2 separate regions of the Mus musculus genome follow, and region 2 is linked to region 1. Evidence: chromatin contacts called from public HiChIP or PLAC-seq data. All regions are on one chromosome and are shown on one strand. Each heading gives the region's core, a stretch centred on a gene start, on an enhancer-like site or on the middle of the called end of the contact. The rest is flanking DNA. Distances are from core to core; before and after follow the strand shown. Region 1 has its middle 38 kb from the start of Gm32219. Region 2 has its middle 6.0 kb from the start of Gm51973.

Region 1 (4,110 bases), core at 599-3,098:
ACACTCCCACCTTGATGATAGTAGACTGAACCTCTGAACCTGTAGGCCAGCTCCCAATTAAATGTTAACAAGAGTTAACATTGGTCATGGTGTCTGTTCATAGCAGTAAAACCCTAACTACGACAACTGTGGATATCATATGTGTGTATGCACGTGTCACACCGTTGAAATGATGTTATCATTGACAGACCCCTTGGGAGTTTCTGGGTTTTCTGATTTACAGGAATGCTTACCTATTGCTCTTGAATATTCTCCTTTAGCCCTTCCAAATCCATTCTTCCACCCTGCTCTGTCCTATTTTGTGTACTGCAAATATGATCTCAGCAGACCGAACCACCCAGGGTCTCTTATATGTCTATGCATGCATATTGACAGAAGGGATGGAACTATGAGCACAGCTTAAATCTTCAGATTTAAGAGAGCTGATGGTGGTGATGATACTGGGAAGATTACCTAATGGCTAGTGTTAACCTTCCACTTGACAGAATGTAGAATCACCTGAGAGATGAACCTCTAGACGTGCTCCGTGGTACTTCATCTTGACTGTGTTCACTGAATGGGAAGGTTTGCCTACTGTGGGCGGCACCATTCCCTGCATAGGATCCTGTACTATATACATGGAGGAAAGGAGCTGACCGTTTCTTCACTCTCTGTTCATACATTCCTCTGTTTCCTGATGGTGGGAACCATAGTGGATACCATAGTGAGTCTGATGTGAGCAGCTACTTCAGGCTCTGGGTCCTTGACTCCCATGCTGGGATGAACTGTACCCTTGAACTGTGAGCCAGAATGAACCTTTTCTCCTTTAAGTTGCTTTTGTCAGGGCATTTAATGACAGCCCCAGGAAAAGAAACTAAGATGGTAAGAAAACAAAAGGTTAGGATAAGATGAAAAGAATTTACATTAAAAATGTTATGATGAACAAAAGAAATTGGATACAAAATCATTATATATCACCATTTGTTTGCAATTCTAGATAGTGCAAATTGATGTGTAGGGACAGAAAGCAGATCCTTGTTGCCTGGGGCCAGGGATGAGAGGCTAGCCCCTGTAGGCATGAGGAAACATATTGCAGACATTAGTAAAATCTTACTGGTGACCAAACTGCCTTCACCTAAATGGATATAGTTCACTGTGGGTAAATTATGCCCTACTAAAATCTGTGTTACAAACATTAAGAACTGAGATCCATCCCCCTAGAATCTACACTAAGAAAAAAAAGTTGGATGTGGTGGCATGTACTTATAACCCTAGCATTAAAGAAGAAAATGGAGACAGGCAGATGCCTGGGGCTCTCTGACTAGCCAGTCTATCTATCCTACGTGACAAACTCCAAGGAAGTAAGAGATCCTATCTCAAAAGAAGAAGGCGGACAGCGCCTGAGGAATGAAAGCTGACGTCCTCTGGCCTACCCCCTCACACACACACACATATTCATGCATGCACCAATACACAGACACACACACATGCACGCACACATGTATGCAATCTCCACAGTGTAACCTGGAAGGAACTATCTATCATGGAGTTATTTGCTTAACTTGATGAGCACATGATGAGGGCCAGAAAGTGCCTCTCTCTGCCTGGCTCGCAGATGCTTGCCTGCCATTTTACAAGCAGCAATGAGAGACTAAATGAGCAGAAGAAGGTTCCTGAGGACAGACATGGCTTATCCAGAAATGCTAATCTTGTTGATGACATGGCTCTTCACAGAAATAAGGCCCAGGAGTACTGAGAGAAAGGAGAGGAAACCAAGCAAATGTCTCTGGGATCCAGTGGGGATCTCATTAAAGCAGGGATAGCTTTCTGCAGTAGACTGTGGAGTTATACGGCTTAGATGAGGAGGGAGGCCGCTGTGCCGCTGCACTGAGAGATGCTTGCAAGCCTGTTCAGTTTTGATTCCTTTATAAACTGAAGCTCATAATAGCATTCAAATGGAAAATTTGAAGACTCCAACTGCTCCTGAGAAATGCTTCCAAAGGCAGGAGAGCCAATAGCTATAGATTCAGACATTAAAATGTGTTTGAATCATTAGCTCTGTGCTAATTGTTTGAGAAATCTAAAACAACACAATTAATTCCCTCAGTTTATGGAGCTAAACAGTCTGTCCTCTGCCTGCTGGTCCAGCAGATCTCAGGCTGGCTTCACCCTGGGTGTACCCACAGAAATTTTATGAGGTGTAGACTCCTGACCTGACCCTTAGCCCAATGGTTCTCAACCTTCCTAATGCTACGACCCTTTAATACAATTCCTCATGTTGTGGTGACTGCCCTCCCCACTCCAACCATAAAATTATTTCCACTGCTACTTCATAGTTGTGATTTTGCTACTGATATGAATTGCAATGTAAATATTTTTGGAGATAGAGGTTTGCCAAAGGGATGGTGACCCCCAAGTTGAGAACCCCTGCTTTAGCTTGTGCCTCCAGAGACCTGGATGCTAACTAAGCCTCACTAAGCTAATTCCATGCAGCTTAAAGCGTCTCAGAGCACCGGAGCAGAAATGCGGGAGAAGGAAACAGCATACAGACATCTCAGTCTGTGTGTGTGTGTGGGGGGGGGGGGGGGGGAAGGGGTCTAAAGCAGCAGTGTCGCAGAGTAGAACAAAGTTCAGAGCAGGGGCGGGGAAGGGGTGGGGGATACTTATGAAGCTACTAATCTGGAGCCATGGAAGGCTGAGGGGGGGCTTGGCAGGCAGGGAGGACTATTGAGGTCGTGGCACAGCATGATCTACCAGATAGAAAGGGGTGCGCTAGAGGCAACGGGAAGGCAAGAGCAGACGCAGGTCCTTGGACACGGAGAAATGCTGGTATTTCATTCAGTGCCCAGCGGGAAGGCCGTAGGGTTGGGGTAGGAGATCCCATCCGAGTCTCACACTTTTAAAGGTTCTGTGTCTCCTGAATGGAGTGTGTGCCCTATGAAGTGTAAGGGTAGACAAGTATCAGGGTGTAACAAATTCACCCCAGAGCTCCAAACTTGCCTAGATCTGCTCTTGCTCACTAGCCCCTCCACAGTCCAGGGAGACAGATAGGTCGGGGGAGAGCCTTCTTGCTAACAGAGTTCAAATCTGCCCCTTGGGGGAAATTTGCGTAATCTACAGTTTTATTACCAGCTCTGTCCCTAGCGATGAGGATTTAGGAGGAAAGAGCCCTCAAAACCACACGGGGTCTCTGACCACTTTGCTCCTGGTCCTCAGTGGTATCGTTAGGGGAGGCAGCTGAGACTGCAGCTGGTAGACATTATTGTCTCTCCCTCCCTTTCAGATGCATGGGTCCCCGGTGGCTCTCCGACTGCCTCCCTCCCTCCTTTCAGCCCTCACTGGCTTTATAGGCCCCAGTGCCTCTAGACCCTTGTGTCAGCAGGCCCACGGGGGTACTCTGACTCTCAACCCCGTGTTTTTATATCCTGAGAGAAAAGATGAAGGTAGAGGGACACGGTTGTACTGTCATTCTCTCAGACATCTCTAGCTCACCCTCCAGGGTGGCCAAGTTTTTAGAAAACTTAAAACTCCAGCAAAAGCCACGTGTGGTGCGTGGTATACGCCTTTAATCCAAGCACATGGGAGGCAGAGATAGTTGGATTTCTGTGAGTTCAAGATCAGCCTGATTAGCAAAGTGAGTTCCAGGTCAGTCAAAGCTATATAGAGTGAGACACTATTTTAAAAACAAACAATAGCAAAAAATAAAATACATACAAACTATGTAATTGTCAAATAAGAAAATTAATCAATAAAAAGAAAACTAAATTTAAAGAAAAAATCTAGTGAGAAAGACAGCAGATGGACATTTGGGAGCCAGCAGTATACAGATGGTGGCTTAGTGTAGGGCAGATAGAATAAGACATTCTCTCCTGGACTGTGGACAGTGCACCAGAGGCCAAAGTCTCCGTGGGTCAACTCTTACGAGGACAAATGAGAAGAAACAAATCTCAACCAAACTCCAGATCTACCTCAAGGCAAACTCTTGGGTGTCACAGGACGTTTAAAATCGGGGAACAGCCACTGTGACTTTAGGCTTGATCAGAGGAGAGGAGAGGAGAGACAGGTACTTAGAACTAGATCATTGTTATTCCTTGAGTTTTTATTCCAGAGAAAGTTACTGGTGTTTATTTG
Region 2 (4,110 bases), core at 839-3,338, 250 kb before region 1:
TTGGTCTGGTGCTGCTTATATTTAAAGGCTAAATTCTGTACCCCAACATCTGGTTGCTCCAAGACAAATGAGTAGATTCTCACCATATACCAGCTGTTGTTGGGTAAACCTTGCCCCCAATTTAAAACTATTGGCTGAATAAAACTGGTGATAGTCAATTACTGGGGGGAATAGAGAGAGGTGGAGTTTGAGTTATCAGGCTGGAGGTGGGGAGGGTGGCCATGTTAAGGGTCTTGAGGAGAAGGAGAGAAGATGAGAAACAAGAGAGGAAGAGGAAGCTGACATGGAGCCGGTGGATCATGAGCGTGTGGCCATGAGGCCCGATCTGATGGAATAGAAAAGGCTCAGGAAGAACATGCCAAAAGACATCTTGGATTTTGACAGGGAAGTAGACAAAACAGCATAGAAGGTTGATACCTGCCCGGCTCTAGTGCTTTACGGCTTATTATTATTATAAAGACTCTGTGTGTGTGTATGTGTGTGTGTGTCTAATGATCTAAGGTGGAGTAGAGACCCCGAATAATATCTACTACAATATTCTAATATCCCACTGGAGTGGGAGTGAGAGCTTCTGGAGAGGAAAGAACTTCCCTGGTCAGAGAAAGATGAAGTGGGGACATGGTCCTGCCTTCTGAACATTTGCACGGCATACCACCCAAGATGGCCTGATTTGCCATTGGGACAATCTCATCCCCAGAGCCTAGGTACCTGATCTTTCAGGGCCTTGGAAGGCAGGGAGGGCTCAGCAGATGGTGGGAACAGAGTCACTGAAGGACAAAAGGGACAAACAAGAGATAAAGGTCATGAGGTGTTCACTCATGGGGACCTAAATGGGAGTTCTATCGCCAAAGGAAGGTCTTATATGTATTCTATGATACACTTCTTTTAAATGATTTATTTATTCTTACTTTGTGTGCATTGGTGTTTTGCTTGCACGTTTCTCTCTGTATGAAGGTATTGGATCCCCTGGAGTTGGAGTTATAAACCATTTTGAACTGCCATATGGGTGCTGGGAATTGAACCTGGGTTCTTTGGAAGAACAGACAGTATTCATAGTCATTAAGCTATCTCTCTAGCCCTAGAATTTAAAAAAAACATTATTATTTTTTAAAGCATTCTGACTTAAGAGAAAGGACAGGGCTTGCTTGAAATAAGCCTGAGGAGTTTTCAGTCAGCATGCAGTTCCACAGCCAACCACATTACACTCAATGTCTCCTGGAAGCTTCTCCAGACTTCTCTACTGTCTCCTGCTCTCTTAGGGCAGTGTTTCTTACCCTGTGGGTCTTGATACCTTTATGGGTTAAAGGACTCTTTCACAGGGGTCGCCAAAGGCCCTGGGAAAACGCAGAGATTTACATTACGATTCATAACAGTAGCAAAGTTACAGTTATGAAGTAGCAACAAAACCAATTTTATGGTTGGGGGGAGGGGTCACCACAGCATGAGGGACTGTATTAAAGGGTCGCAGCACTAGGAAGGTTGAGAACCACTATCCTAGGGCATCTGAGAGATACAAGCATGAGATCCCAGCCCAGGTCCTTCCCTTCCCATTCATACAAGGCTGCCTGTCTGGGCTACAGCATTTGGAGCAACTCAGAAGCAGGGGAGTGATGATTCTAGAACCTTCTTTGATGATCTCATGTCTTGTTTTGTGTTTCCAGGTGCCTAGTGCCTTCACTTCTGCGTTCCTCATTCCCAGATCCTCTTTCTGTGTGCTGGTTGACTGGGTAGGGAGGTCCTGATCTCTGCTCTGGTTTTTAAACTGTTGTGACTCCCTCTATCTCAGCCCAGCCTCCCCAGCAACCCCCTCCTCCCCGCAGACTACAGGCCCAGGATGGACTGTCTCACTCTGGCTCAGGACCACAATCAGTGGCTGCCAGAAGCCGGTGCTGACACGGGTCTTTGCTCTATGTTGGTCTCCTTAGAGAATGTGCCCCAATACCCAGACTGTCTAAATCAAGGTGGCTTTTGCTGCCCTTGGAAACATTTACTGACTGGTTTGTGAAGATGCAGGACAGGGCATGTGCAGGAGGAGTCCATGCTGGTTGTAGGGAGGGAGAGGAGTGGGGGATGGGCAGGGGAGACCAGCGTTCTAGGCATCTGGAAATGAAAAATGAGGCAAAGACGGAGCTGATTCTAAAGTACCGCTGAAGCGCTGCAGTTTGGGCAGCTGAATCCCATTAAGAAATCATGAGGCTGCTTTGTGTTCCTGCCGATGTGATGGAGAGGAAAAAATAATCTCAGAGGGCTTCGCAAAGAAAACATTTTCTGAGCAGAAGGCTTAAAGTTCCTCAAAACTCAGAGTGGAAACAGCTTGCTACGCACCCAGCAAGCCCAGGAAGGAATCTAGCCTGTTCTTAAAGGGCCTAGCCCCAGGAGGCTCGCAGAAGGAAATTCCAGGGCCTGGGCAGAGCACCTGCAGGGGAAGCTGGAGTCAGGTGGGCCCCTCCGGAAGGCAGCCCAAGAAGGCCAGGATGCCCGAGCAGACAAAGCCACCTTTATATTCACAGCCCTCTTTCACAAAGACATTGCATACGGACAGATAAGGTAGAGGTTGCCTTTTTCCTTACTCCTGCCCTTAGGCTGTGTCTAGACTTAGTTAACCAAGTTAAGCCATATTCTAAAATGATGTCACACAGGCAATTGAATCTTTAAAGAAATTCAAACATAAGCCACCCCAAGGACTAAAACCGAAGCAGTATATCTATTCTTGGCAGCCTTTGTGATTGACCGGTGGAATGGTGGAACCTTGTTTCTATGGCCAGGAGAGATTGTTTTTTGTTGTTGTTGTTGTTTTTTGTTTTTTTGTTTTTTAGGCCGTGTACTGTGATTTTTTTTTTTAAAGGTCAAATTGGTCTGCCATAAAATAAAAGCAGCATGCTTGCGTTGTATTTTAAAAGTATAAAATGCACATGCATCTAAAAATTATGGTCTTTAAACCAAGGGTGTTTTAAAGGGTCTGGAGATTTATTATCTAATTTTGAATGTACCCAGAGTACAACTGAAGAAGGAACCAAACTGTACGGTGTGTGTGTTGGGGAGGGAGCATCCACTTGTGCTATTTAGAGCAGATGTGAAGGCTGATGGAGAGAACTCACTCAGATGGTGTGTTCTTGAACTTTCAGCAAAGGTAGCTTTTTAAAAACTTTAATTAATTAATTGGGTTTTTTGTTTGTTTGTGTGTGTGTGTTGTTGCTGTTGTTTTTGAGATTGGGTTTCTCTGTGTAGGCCTAGGTATCCTGGAACTGGCTTTGTAGATCAGACTGGCCTAGAACTCACAGACTTGCCTATCTCTTAAAGGCACATGCTAGCACTTTCCAGCAGGGTTGATTGCTTGCTCTCTCTCTCTCCCTCCCTTCTTCCTTCCTTCCCTCCCTCCCTCCCTTCCTTTCTTTTTTTAAAGCAAAGGCTTATCAAATTGTGAGCTCTCTGACTCCAGAGTGCTGGGACTACAGGCTAATAGGCATGAGCCCACTATACCTGGCACAAAGGGCCTGTTCAAGAGTGTGGCTCTTCATGAAGAAACCAGTAATTCACACAGGGGTGGCTAATGATTCAACCTGTCACCTGTTAGCTGGAAGACATGCTTTAATGTCCAACATTTTAAAAAGTAGGTTGAACATGACAACGGCTTGATGAGAGACAACCCGGCCTGTGTTCTGATACATACACGCTGGCTCTGGTGTTTAAGAGTAGTCTGGTCTTGGCAGGTGTCCATCTGCCTCCTCCTTGCCTCCTTTGAGGTAAAGGTACTTGGTATTTGGCACTTAATAACGTGTGCCTGGTGCTACAGACATTGGAATTGTCTTCATTATTATGACTTGAGCACAAAAGGCCAGCATGAGGCTGGTCTGCTCCGTCTAGCACCTCCTTGGGGATTCAGTCCCTGGCAGAATTGTACAGCCAGTTCCTCGCACAATTCTCCCATTCCATTCACTGGCTTCCCATCAGGCTTTGCTGCTATTTACTTTCTTGGAAGCTACTAGAGAAGGGGAGTGAGTTGCTGAGGGATGACTGCATCCCTGGACTGTCTAATTTACCATAGCATATTTCCTCTGTCCTCTGTCACCTTCTCTCAGTCTCCTTTGTCTGACTGGCAAGAGTGGTAGA

The links. HiChIP or PLAC-seq counts read pairs in DNA pulled down with a chosen protein or histone mark.
Region 2: an H3K27ac HiChIP or PLAC-seq map of SST interneurons shows a contact between it and region 1, with 6 times the contacts expected there. The contact joins two enhancer-like sites. A contact is called at or near these places in 2 of 15 datasets of contacts at CTCF or cohesin (the NIH/3T3 cell line and pro-B cells), 15 of 484 Hi-C or Micro-C datasets (the AML12 cell line, B cells, the BV-2 cell line and 11 more), 5 of 115 datasets of contacts at active chromatin or transcription factors (SST interneurons, bone marrow-derived dendritic cells, embryonic stem cells and 2 more) and 1 of 9 other capture datasets (embryonic stem cells).

The regions. Positions count from the first base shown.
Region 1 is chr12:70,496,024-70,500,133 of GRCm38.p6, reverse strand. No RefSeq gene overlaps it. Among named protein-coding and RNA genes, the nearest start is that of Gm32219, 38 kb to the left of the region's middle. Within about 2 kb of position 1,848, at least 11 of the 459 cell types and tissues checked have an H3K27ac peak or open chromatin away from gene starts, as enhancers often do. A contact at or near this core is called in SST interneurons, where this site is marked.
Region 2 is chr12:70,750,744-70,754,853 of GRCm38.p6, reverse strand. No RefSeq gene overlaps it. Among named protein-coding and RNA genes, the nearest start is that of Gm51973, 6.0 kb to the right of the region's middle. Within about 2 kb of position 2,088, at least 79 of the 459 cell types and tissues checked have an H3K27ac peak or open chromatin away from gene starts, as enhancers often do. A contact at or near this core is called in SST interneurons, where this site is marked.